Linked DNA regions of Mus musculus: region 1 is linked to region 2. Evidence: chromatin contacts called from public HiChIP or PLAC-seq data. All regions are on one chromosome and are shown on one strand. Each heading gives the region's core, a stretch centred on a gene start, on an enhancer-like site or on the middle of the called end of the contact. The rest is flanking DNA. Distances are from core to core; before and after follow the strand shown.

Region 1 (4,558 bases), core at 579-3,078, 380 kb before region 2:
GGAATCCAGGGGCAGGGTTGAGAGGGAGTGGAGAGGAGCAAGTGGCAGCATGGTCAAGTCATTAAATCTGAAAGAAAAGCAAAGAAGAATGAAGAAACTTTTTTATTATTGAAAGAAAAGAGGCTGGAAAGATGGCTCAGTGGGTAAGAGCACTGACTGCTCTCCCAAAGGTCCTGAGTTCAAATCCCAGCAACCACCTGTAATGAGATCTGACACCCTCTTCTGGTATTTCTGAAGACAGCTACAGTGTACTTATGTATAATAATAAATAAATCTTTGGGCCAGAGCGAGCAGGGCTGACCAGAGAGAGCAGAATTGACCAGAGCAAGTAGAGGTCCCAAAAATTAAATTCCAAACAACTACATGAAGGCTCACAACCATCTGTACAGGTACAGTGTACTCACATACATAAAATAAATAAATAAATCTTTGAAAACAAAAAGAAAGAAAAGAAGGGAGGGGAGGAGGGAAGCAGGTGAGGGGGGAGGAGGAGGAGGAGGAGGAGGGGAGGGGGAAGTAGGAATGAGGGAAGAACAGGAGGGTGGGGAGCAAGGGGGAGGGGTGAGGAGGGAGGAGGAGAAGGAGAATTTTAGTAGTAAAAGATCATGTCGAAATGACTAATAGGTAATCTCTACTTCTAGACCAATTTACTCCCATGATCTTACAGCAATTGTGTGAACACAGATGAAATTACACACTCACACAGCCACGCCTGACACAGAGGCTACTATAACCGCACATAATGTTACTCTGTGTTTACTTTTGTGTTAAGGAAGTTGAGATTATGATTCTTTCTTCTTTGGTCCAGCCTCACATTACTGCTTTTCAAATTCATACATTAAAAAGAGTGACTGGCCCAACTTGGGATCCATCTCATGGGAGGGCGCTAAGGTCTGATACTATTGCTGATGCTGTGTTGTCCTTACAGACAGGAGCCTGTATGACTGTCCTCTGAGAGGCCCTACCAGCAGCTGACAGAGACAGAGGCGGATACACCCAACCGTTGGACTGAGGTCTGGGACCCCTATGGTTGAGTTAGGGGAAGGACTGAAGAAGCTGAAGGGAAGAGTGACCCCATAGGAAGACCAGCAGTCTCAGTTTATCCGGATTCCAGGGAGCTCCCAGAGACTGAGCCACCAACTAGGAGCATACACGGGTTGGTCGGAGGCCCCTGGCAAAAATACAGCAGAGGTCTGCTTGGTCTGGCCTCAGTTGGAGAAGATGTGCCTAATCCTTGAGAGGCTTGAAGCCCCAGGGGAGGGGGAGGTCTGCGGGGGCACCCTCTCGGAGGCAAGGGGGAGGAGGAATGGGATGAAAAATTTTGGGAGGGGGGACAAAAGGGGGGACGGGAATGTAAATAAATAATAAAAATTGAAAAAAAATTCTGCAAGGACATCCGTCAATTGATTTCCCACCGATATCTCTTGTTATCAATATTGTAGCTAGTGAAATAGTGGTTTCAGAAATAATTGATGTGGCTAGTCTGACAGTAGTGGGTTATCAGTACTAATCGATATCAGAATGATTGCTATATGCCTCCTTGTTTGCCTTGAATTTTTTTTCCCTAGCTGAAAACTTGTTGGACCCCTAGAGTATGTGCACTCTCGAAGCAATGACCTTCCTTAAATAAACTTATGCATTCATCTTTCACTGCCTGTTATTTTTGTCCACACACCTGTGCGGGCACTGCTGCGGGAGCCTTGCACTCTGCAGCAGGGAAACTTAGTATTCTGCAGTGTTTACTGCTGGTCAACCCTACGAAAAACCGAAATGCACTTCCTGTGCCAGTGCCCGCCCCCAGGCTGTGGCTGCTAGCCAGTAGGAAGAAGAGCCTGTCTCCTCAAGGACACGGAACCAGTTGCCAGACTCCTAATTTAGGCAAAGGCTCCCGTCTGTTCCCTTTGAACCGTTTCTGCAGCAACCATGGCCGCCTTCGTGACGCTCCTTACCGGAGCCAAGATGCCCATTGTGGGCCTGGGCACCTGGAAGGTGAGTGCGCAGTTTTTGGGCAGCTGCTTTTTTCAAGTGGGGACAGGTCTTGGCACGTCTTCCTCTTTGCATAGCATTTGCCTGCCGGGTGGGGGTTGGGGTCGGGTAAGGCTGGAACTCTACAGCCTTGACCCAAGTTGCTTTCAGTTTTTGTGCTGCTTCAGGCCTCAGAGCTGGCGTCTAACTTCCCTAACAAGTGTCGGGATCCCAGCTGTTCCTGGATTTTTACAAAGTACAGCAAACCATCATCTCCAGGCAGTTATTCTCGTCGCAAGCTTTTCCTCAGAATTACTTCACAGTTTACAAGTTTTGGCTGTGTATTTATTTCTGGTTGAATTATTTAGAACGAGAACGCTGAGCTCCAAATGACCCAGCTGCCCTTGCTACCCATGCTGAAGGACCCCATTACCTACTTCAGAGTAGTCTGGGAGCCTGTGAAAGCCCAGTCTCAGACCCCAGCCCAGGCACGTTCACTTTCCAAAGACCCCACTAGTTCCCACATGTTAAAGCCCGAGCAGGATCAGGGTGGCAGAGAGACTGAGCGAGAGTCAGCTCAGGTCCCACCCTGGCTGTGTTCAACTCACCTGGCAAGTTTCTCCGAGGCTCATCTCAATGCTTAGTGAAACGGTTTTGGACCAAGCCAGAAATTACACATCCATCAAAACAATAACTAATCACTTGCAGATCTCCAGGGAATCAACTCACATGGAAAACTTCACAGAGATGAACTTTCAGAATTTCAACAGCAGACGCAGACTGTAAAGGAGTTGGGCTCAGGATGAGTAGCCCGTGCTGCCAGCAGTGCGCGTGCAGGGGGGCGGGGCTTTCAGCCTGGACCTCAGTGCCTCTGAGTGGCTGGAAGCAATTCCTTGTCCCAGTGATGGCGCAGCTGTTGCTGTTTTATGATCTTTTAAAAATTAGATTTATTTTTTATTTAAATTTCAAATGTTATCCCCTTTCCTGGTCCCCCCTCCAGAATCCCCCTATCCCATCCCCCCTCCCCCTGCTTCTTCCCTCACCTACCCACCTACTCCCACCTCCCCACCCTCGAATTCCCCTACACTGGGGCATCAAGCTTTCACAGGACCAAGGGCTTCTCTTTCCATTGATGCCCGACAAGGCCATCCTCTGCTACATATGCGGCTGGAGCCATGAGTCTCTCCATGTGTACTCTTTGGTTGGTGGTTTAGTCCCTGGGAGGTCTAGGGTGTCTGGTTGGTTGATATTGTTGTTCTTCCTATGGGGTTGCAAACTCCTTCAGCTCCTTCACTCCTTTCTCGAACTCCTCCACTGGGGACCCTGTGCTCAGTCCAATGGTTGGCTGCAAGCATCCACCTCTGTATTTGTCAAGCTCTGGCAGAGCCTCCCAGGAAACAGCTATATAAGGCTCCTGTTAGGATCCACATTGGCATCCACAATAGTGTCTGGATTTGGTGTCTGTATGTGGGATGGATTCCTAGGTGGGGTAGTCTCTGGATGGCCTTTCCTTCAGTCTCTGCTCCACATTTTGCCTCCATATTTCCTCCTGTGAGTATTTTGTTCCCCTTTCTAGGAAGTACTGAAGCATCCATACTTTGGTCTTCCTTCTTCTTGAGCTTCATGTGGTCTGTGAATTGTATCTTGGGTATTCCAAGCTTTTGGGTTAATATCCACTTATCAGTGAGTGCATACCATGTGTGTTCTTTTGTGATCAGGTTACCTCATTCAGGATGATATTTTCTAGTTGTATCCATTTGCTTAAGAATTTCATGTAGTCATTGTTATAGCTGAGTAGTACTCCATTGTGTAAATGTACCACATTTTTGTATACATTCTCTGTTGAATGACATCTGGGTTCTTTCCAGCTTCTGGCTATTATAAATAAGGCTGCTATGAACATAGTGGAGCATGTGTCCTTGTTATATGTTGGAACATCTTCTGGCTATATGCCCCAAAGTGGTATAGCTGGGTCCTCAGGTAATACTATGTCCAATTTTCTGAGGAACCACCAGACTGATTTCCAGAGTGGTTGTACCAGCTTGCAATCCCACTAGTAATGGAGGAGTGTTCCTCTTTCTCCACATCCTCGCCAGCATCTGCTGTCACTTGAGTTTTTGATCTTAGCCATTCTGACTGGTGTGAGGTGGAATCTCAGGGTTGTTTTATTTGCATTTCTCTGATGACTAAGGATATTGAACATTTCTTTAGCTGCTTCTCAGCCATTCGAGTTTCCTCAGTTGAGAATTCTTTGTTTAGCTCTGTACCCCATTTTATAGGGTTATTTGATTCTCTGGAGTCTAACTTCTTGAGTTCTTTGTATATGTTGGATATTAGCCTTTTATTGGGTGTAGGATTGGTAAAGATCTTTTCCCAATCTGTTGGTTGTCATTTTGTCCTATTGACAGTGTCCTTTGCCTTACAGAAGCTTCCCAATTTTATGAGGTCCCGATATTTGACAGCTACATAAAGGATCTCTAGACTTTGTGAGAAATTTATTTATTTATTTATTTATTTATTTATTGTCTGAGATAGGCATATATAACTCTGACAGACATAGAACTTAGTAGGCAGCTGAAACTGCTCCTGACCT
Region 2 (4,321 bases), core at 735-3,234:
CCTATCTTTTATATAGCACATTGGGAATTGGATAGTACCATATGGAGAGCGACAAACATTTGACCCCTGACTCTTTCAGCTGCTTTTTATGTTAATGTTGTGATTACTAAAAGCAGAGCAACTGACATTGGTCCAGATCCAAACTGCAAAGCTATTTCTGTAGGAGATGAGATGCAACTTGGATAGGGATCTTTCCCAGTAGAGTTCGATCTTACTACTGCCTTCATGGATCAGAGCTCCTAACTTTCAGGGCAGAAGTTCTTTCTGAGAGAAAAGAGGACCAAAAAGAACTGAAGTCAGGGAGACTGTGGAGTGGTTGAGATGTTGGGGAAAGGCAGTCCACTCAGTCACTCAAACCAGGAAGCCCTCGGGGCCAGCACAACAAGGCCTGCAATAGGCCAGCTTCATTTCTGAACACCGACACTGGAATTGACAGCTCTAGAGGATCTAATAGCTTTTCTGGCCTCCATGGGCACTGCATGCTGACATACATACAGATAGGCAAAACACCCATACATATAAAAATTTAAAAAATAAGTCTGGAGAAAAAATAGTGCTTCAGGCTGGGTGTGGTAACTCACTCTTTTGATCCCAGCACTTGGGATACTAGAGCAAGAGGCTCACCAGTTCAAGGCCAGCCTGGACCTTGCGAGTTCCAAGTCAACTTGAGCTGCAGAGTAAAACTCTATCTAAAAAACAAAACAAGACAATAAGTGTTTTCCTTTGGTTGTTTGAGAGCTTTATGGCAAACGCTTGGCTTGAGGGTCACTGGAATGATCAGCAAGACAAAAGGAACAGCCAGGAAAGCAGTCATCCAGCCAGGGAGAAGTGTCCTCCCTCCTCGCTGCTTATCTCCGAGCAGCCACCAGGGCAGCCTGTCCCTGGTCCTGCTCTTTTGTTCCTGGATCAACAAATAATCAAAGAAAATAATGTTCTCTCTTCCTGCTTTAAAATCTCTCCCAAGTTGAGTCTTCCTTGAACAGTCCTGATAACATGAGAGCGGTCACTGGGACTTCTAGATCCTATCTGTTCTGATTTCTGGACAAACTGGGGCTCCTCCCCTCCTCCCCCACCCTTTAACCATCTCCTCTCTACCAAGCTCCTGAGGGTCCTCACTTCTCATTTGGATCCCCCTGGCCTCGCTAGGAACCCCGTCTTCTCTCTCATGGAGCCGCACATGTTAACAATCATTTAAAGTAAATGTACAGAAAGGACCAGACAAATTTTAATTTTTACATAATAGAGATGGGCATTTAGGTGTATACTATCTGCCTTTGGTCCCGATGGAAGTTCCTTAGAGAACTTTCTGGAATCTTCCTAAACCTAGCTTATCCTATAATGGAATTCCAATACCTAGCGATGCTCTCCAGACAGCAGTGTTGGTTATAACAATTCTAACAACCAGGCGGTACTATGCACTGCCAATGGGAAGGGAAAAATTTGGATGTTGACCTTAAAATAGTGCTAAATGGTATATTTGTTTATTCCTTATGATTTCCACTGTCTTGGAAACTCTACAAGTGAGTTCTCATTGCCTGGTTATGGTAGCAATGAATGACAACACAAAGAACAAATTATAAGTAGATTAAATCCAAAGGCTTTTGGTGTTGGTGTTTGAGTTTATTGATGGAGAAGTAGAATGTGAGGTAAGGAAAATATACAACCTATTATCTAAAGCTAGCGGTAGTGTCTTCCCTAAGTTCTACTAAGACGGTACTGCCACCTGCTGGTTATCAGGAGCACCAACTTACCTCCTTAAATTCCTTAAATATTGTGCAGAGTCTTTAATTTATAAACTCCACACTAGGGCAGCTGGTTAAGGCGCTTTCCAGCAAGAGTCAGTAAACAGAGGGTGCATCCTATGGAAATTAAGAGAATGACGTCAAGCTGGATTAACTATTTCAGATACAAAAGGAGGAGCAGGGGTGTGCCCACTCTTTGGCTTGGTTCACGGGACAGCCTAGGGGAGCTGAACAACCCTCATTTAAGATGCTGGCAGAGCCACACACACACAGGGCTCAGCTCTGCTCTGTACTACGCTGCACTTCCCACCACCCTCTGCAAAGTATTTGACTTGTAAAAATAAATAAACAAGACACCTAGCTTCCCCTCCAGCTCATGCATGCCTCCCTCGGTTTCAAAAGTTCATGTGGGAAACTGCAAACTATGAAACTCAGCTCAAATATCAAAATTTTTTTGAAATGGTAAACTATACAACTCAGTTCAAATATCAAAACTCCTATTTTGTCTTAGAGATGTGGCATCATGTTCGTGATGACGTTTAATATGGTACCTACCACTGGTATTTAAGTGTTTTCCAAATCTAAGGACCCTTTGTTCTCTTAGTCTGCCAAGGAGCACGCATGAAGAAAGGCTCCATATCCTACCCTGTCCAGAGATCTACTGTGGTGACCTGCCCTAGGCTGATAAGATGGGAATGTTCCCTTCTCTTGGTCAGATTGGATAAGCACAACAGATTGGTGTAGACTGAGTAGTTATCATTTGCCAGATATGGTGGCTCATGCCTGTCAGTCCAGCATTTAGGACAATGAGGTAGGAGAACCAGGAATTCAAGGACAGCCTACACTCCATAGTAAGGCCTTGTCTCAAAAACCAAACAAACAAACAAACAAACAAAAAACAACCAATAAGCTAAACCAAGTAAGCATTTGTTTTCCACAGCTGTGGAGATTGGGGAGTGTGAGGTCATCTGGGTGTCAATACTGCTGAGTTCTACACAGGGCTCTGTTCCTGCTGCCCCTTCATGTGCAAGAGAACAAGAAAATAGGAGAGTCCTCTTGTCTTTTCCATCAGTGTTCTAATGCCATCCGTGAGGATTCCACCTTCCTGACAAAATGACCTTCCAAAACGACCCACTTCCAAATGCCATCACAGAGAGATACAGATCTAAATACATAAATAATTAATTTGTCATTGGTCTGTATTATGGAAGGCCATAAAACTGGCTGTTTTTTGCTCCCAATACCCCCCCACACACACACACCTCTCCTGTCTCCTTCTTCTCTCTCCCTCTCCCTCTCTCTCTGCTTTTTTTTTTTTTTTTTGAGACAGGGTTTCTCTGTGTAGCCCTGGCTGTCCTGGAACTCACTTTGTAGACAAGGCTGGCCTCGAACTTAGAAATTCACCTGCTTCCGCCTTCCAGTGCTGGGATTAAAAGCGTGCGCCACCATGCCCGGCTCTCTCTCTCTCTCTCTCTGCATTCTGCACCCTCTTCCAATACTAGCTTCCCCCGCCTCAGATACATTATTCATCATTTCCTCCCTGCCCCCTCCGGGCTGCTACTCCCAGCGTGGTTGTGCTCTCATTTGTTCTGAGATAGTTTTTATTAACCAAGTTCAAGAATGGTAGCAGTGTGGTAGAAGGCCACCGTGAGTAAGCTATGGGCCACGAAGCAGGTCCAAAGGTGAAATGCGTGTCTTTCTGGGTGTGCCTTGCCTTCCACGAGTGCTCAGAGGTATTTCAAAGACTCATTGGTATGGTCTCCATTGATTCGCACCTCAGGCTTTCAGTGTCTGCAGAGCTTCCCCGAGTTAGGACTTTGCTACACAACGTTTCCTCTGCATATTCACAAGGCTTCTTCTCTTCTTCTGTTTCTAGATAGAGGAACGAGCAGAGTTTTTGAATAAATCTGTGCAGAAAAGGTAAATAGAGTTGACTGTTCATTTGAGGCTCATCAGCTGTCTCACTTACGGAGAGATCCTCCCGTCTCACGTTTTCATGTCTGTGCTCCTTTGGCAGTGGTGTCAGATCTACTCACCAAGCAGCAGTAGTCTCCAAGATTGACAGCCGGCTGGAGCAGTACACCAATGCAATCGAGGTGAGCCCTGCCCCCTGGTCTCAATCCTGCGAAACAGAAACAGGCTGCGGCTCCATACACGATCACAGGAACACCTGGAGTGATGAATGAATCTGCCACCCTCAGATTAGAATATTAATAATGATCTCTATAACTATGAGATAGCTATGGAGATGCACAATAAGAAATATGCATCTGAGACTTTTGAACAGATTGTGTTTTAACACCTGTAGCCTGAATTTTTCTTTGAAAAAAAAAAAAAAGTAAATGGATTCAAATCACTAAGCCTTCTCTGCAGCCACTAATAAATTGATTGATGTAGACACAGATGCATCTTCAGGTTTGTTTGCAGAGGTCTCCTATTAACAAACACAGCAGAGTAAAACAGCATCAAGATGAGAGCTAACTTGTGTTTAATCAACATCCCCTCTAATTGGTCAGTTAGCATTTAAAGGGCCATAGCTTTATGCTTCCATCTACTTTTTTTCCACTCAGTTTACCTGG

Evidence for each region. HiChIP or PLAC-seq counts read pairs in DNA pulled down with a chosen protein or histone mark.
Region 1: an H3K27ac HiChIP or PLAC-seq map of extraembryonic endoderm stem cells shows a contact between it and region 2, with 5 times the contacts expected there. The contact joins the promoter of Akr1b10 here to the enhancer-like site in region 2. A contact is called at or near these places in 6 of 39 promoter capture datasets (cranial neural crest, embryonic stem cells, hematopoietic stem and progenitor cells and 1 more), 9 of 484 Hi-C or Micro-C datasets (bone marrow-derived macrophages, embryonic stem cells, frontal cortex and 3 more), 8 of 115 datasets of contacts at active chromatin or transcription factors (astrocytes, bone marrow-derived macrophages, embryonic hindbrain and 4 more) and 5 of 9 other capture datasets (adipose tissue, embryonic stem cells, liver and 2 more).

The regions. Positions count from the first base shown.
Region 1 is chr6:34,382,419-34,386,976 of GRCm38.p6, forward strand. It overlaps Akr1b10 (aldo-keto reductase family 1, member B10 (aldose reductase)), which reads left to right and starts at 1,829. Exons shown (of 10, transcript NM_172398.3): 1 at 1,829-1,989. The coding sequence starts at 1,924.
Region 2 is chr6:34,758,492-34,762,812 of GRCm38.p6, forward strand. It overlaps Cald1 (caldesmon 1), which reads left to right. Exons shown (of 14, transcript NM_001347100.1): 9 at 3,619-3,662; 10 at 3,760-3,838. Among named protein-coding and RNA genes, the nearest start is that of Agbl3, 20 kb to the right of the region's middle. Within about 2 kb of position 1,985, at least 4 of the 459 cell types and tissues checked have an H3K27ac peak or open chromatin away from gene starts, as enhancers often do. A contact at or near this core is called in extraembryonic endoderm stem cells, where this site is marked.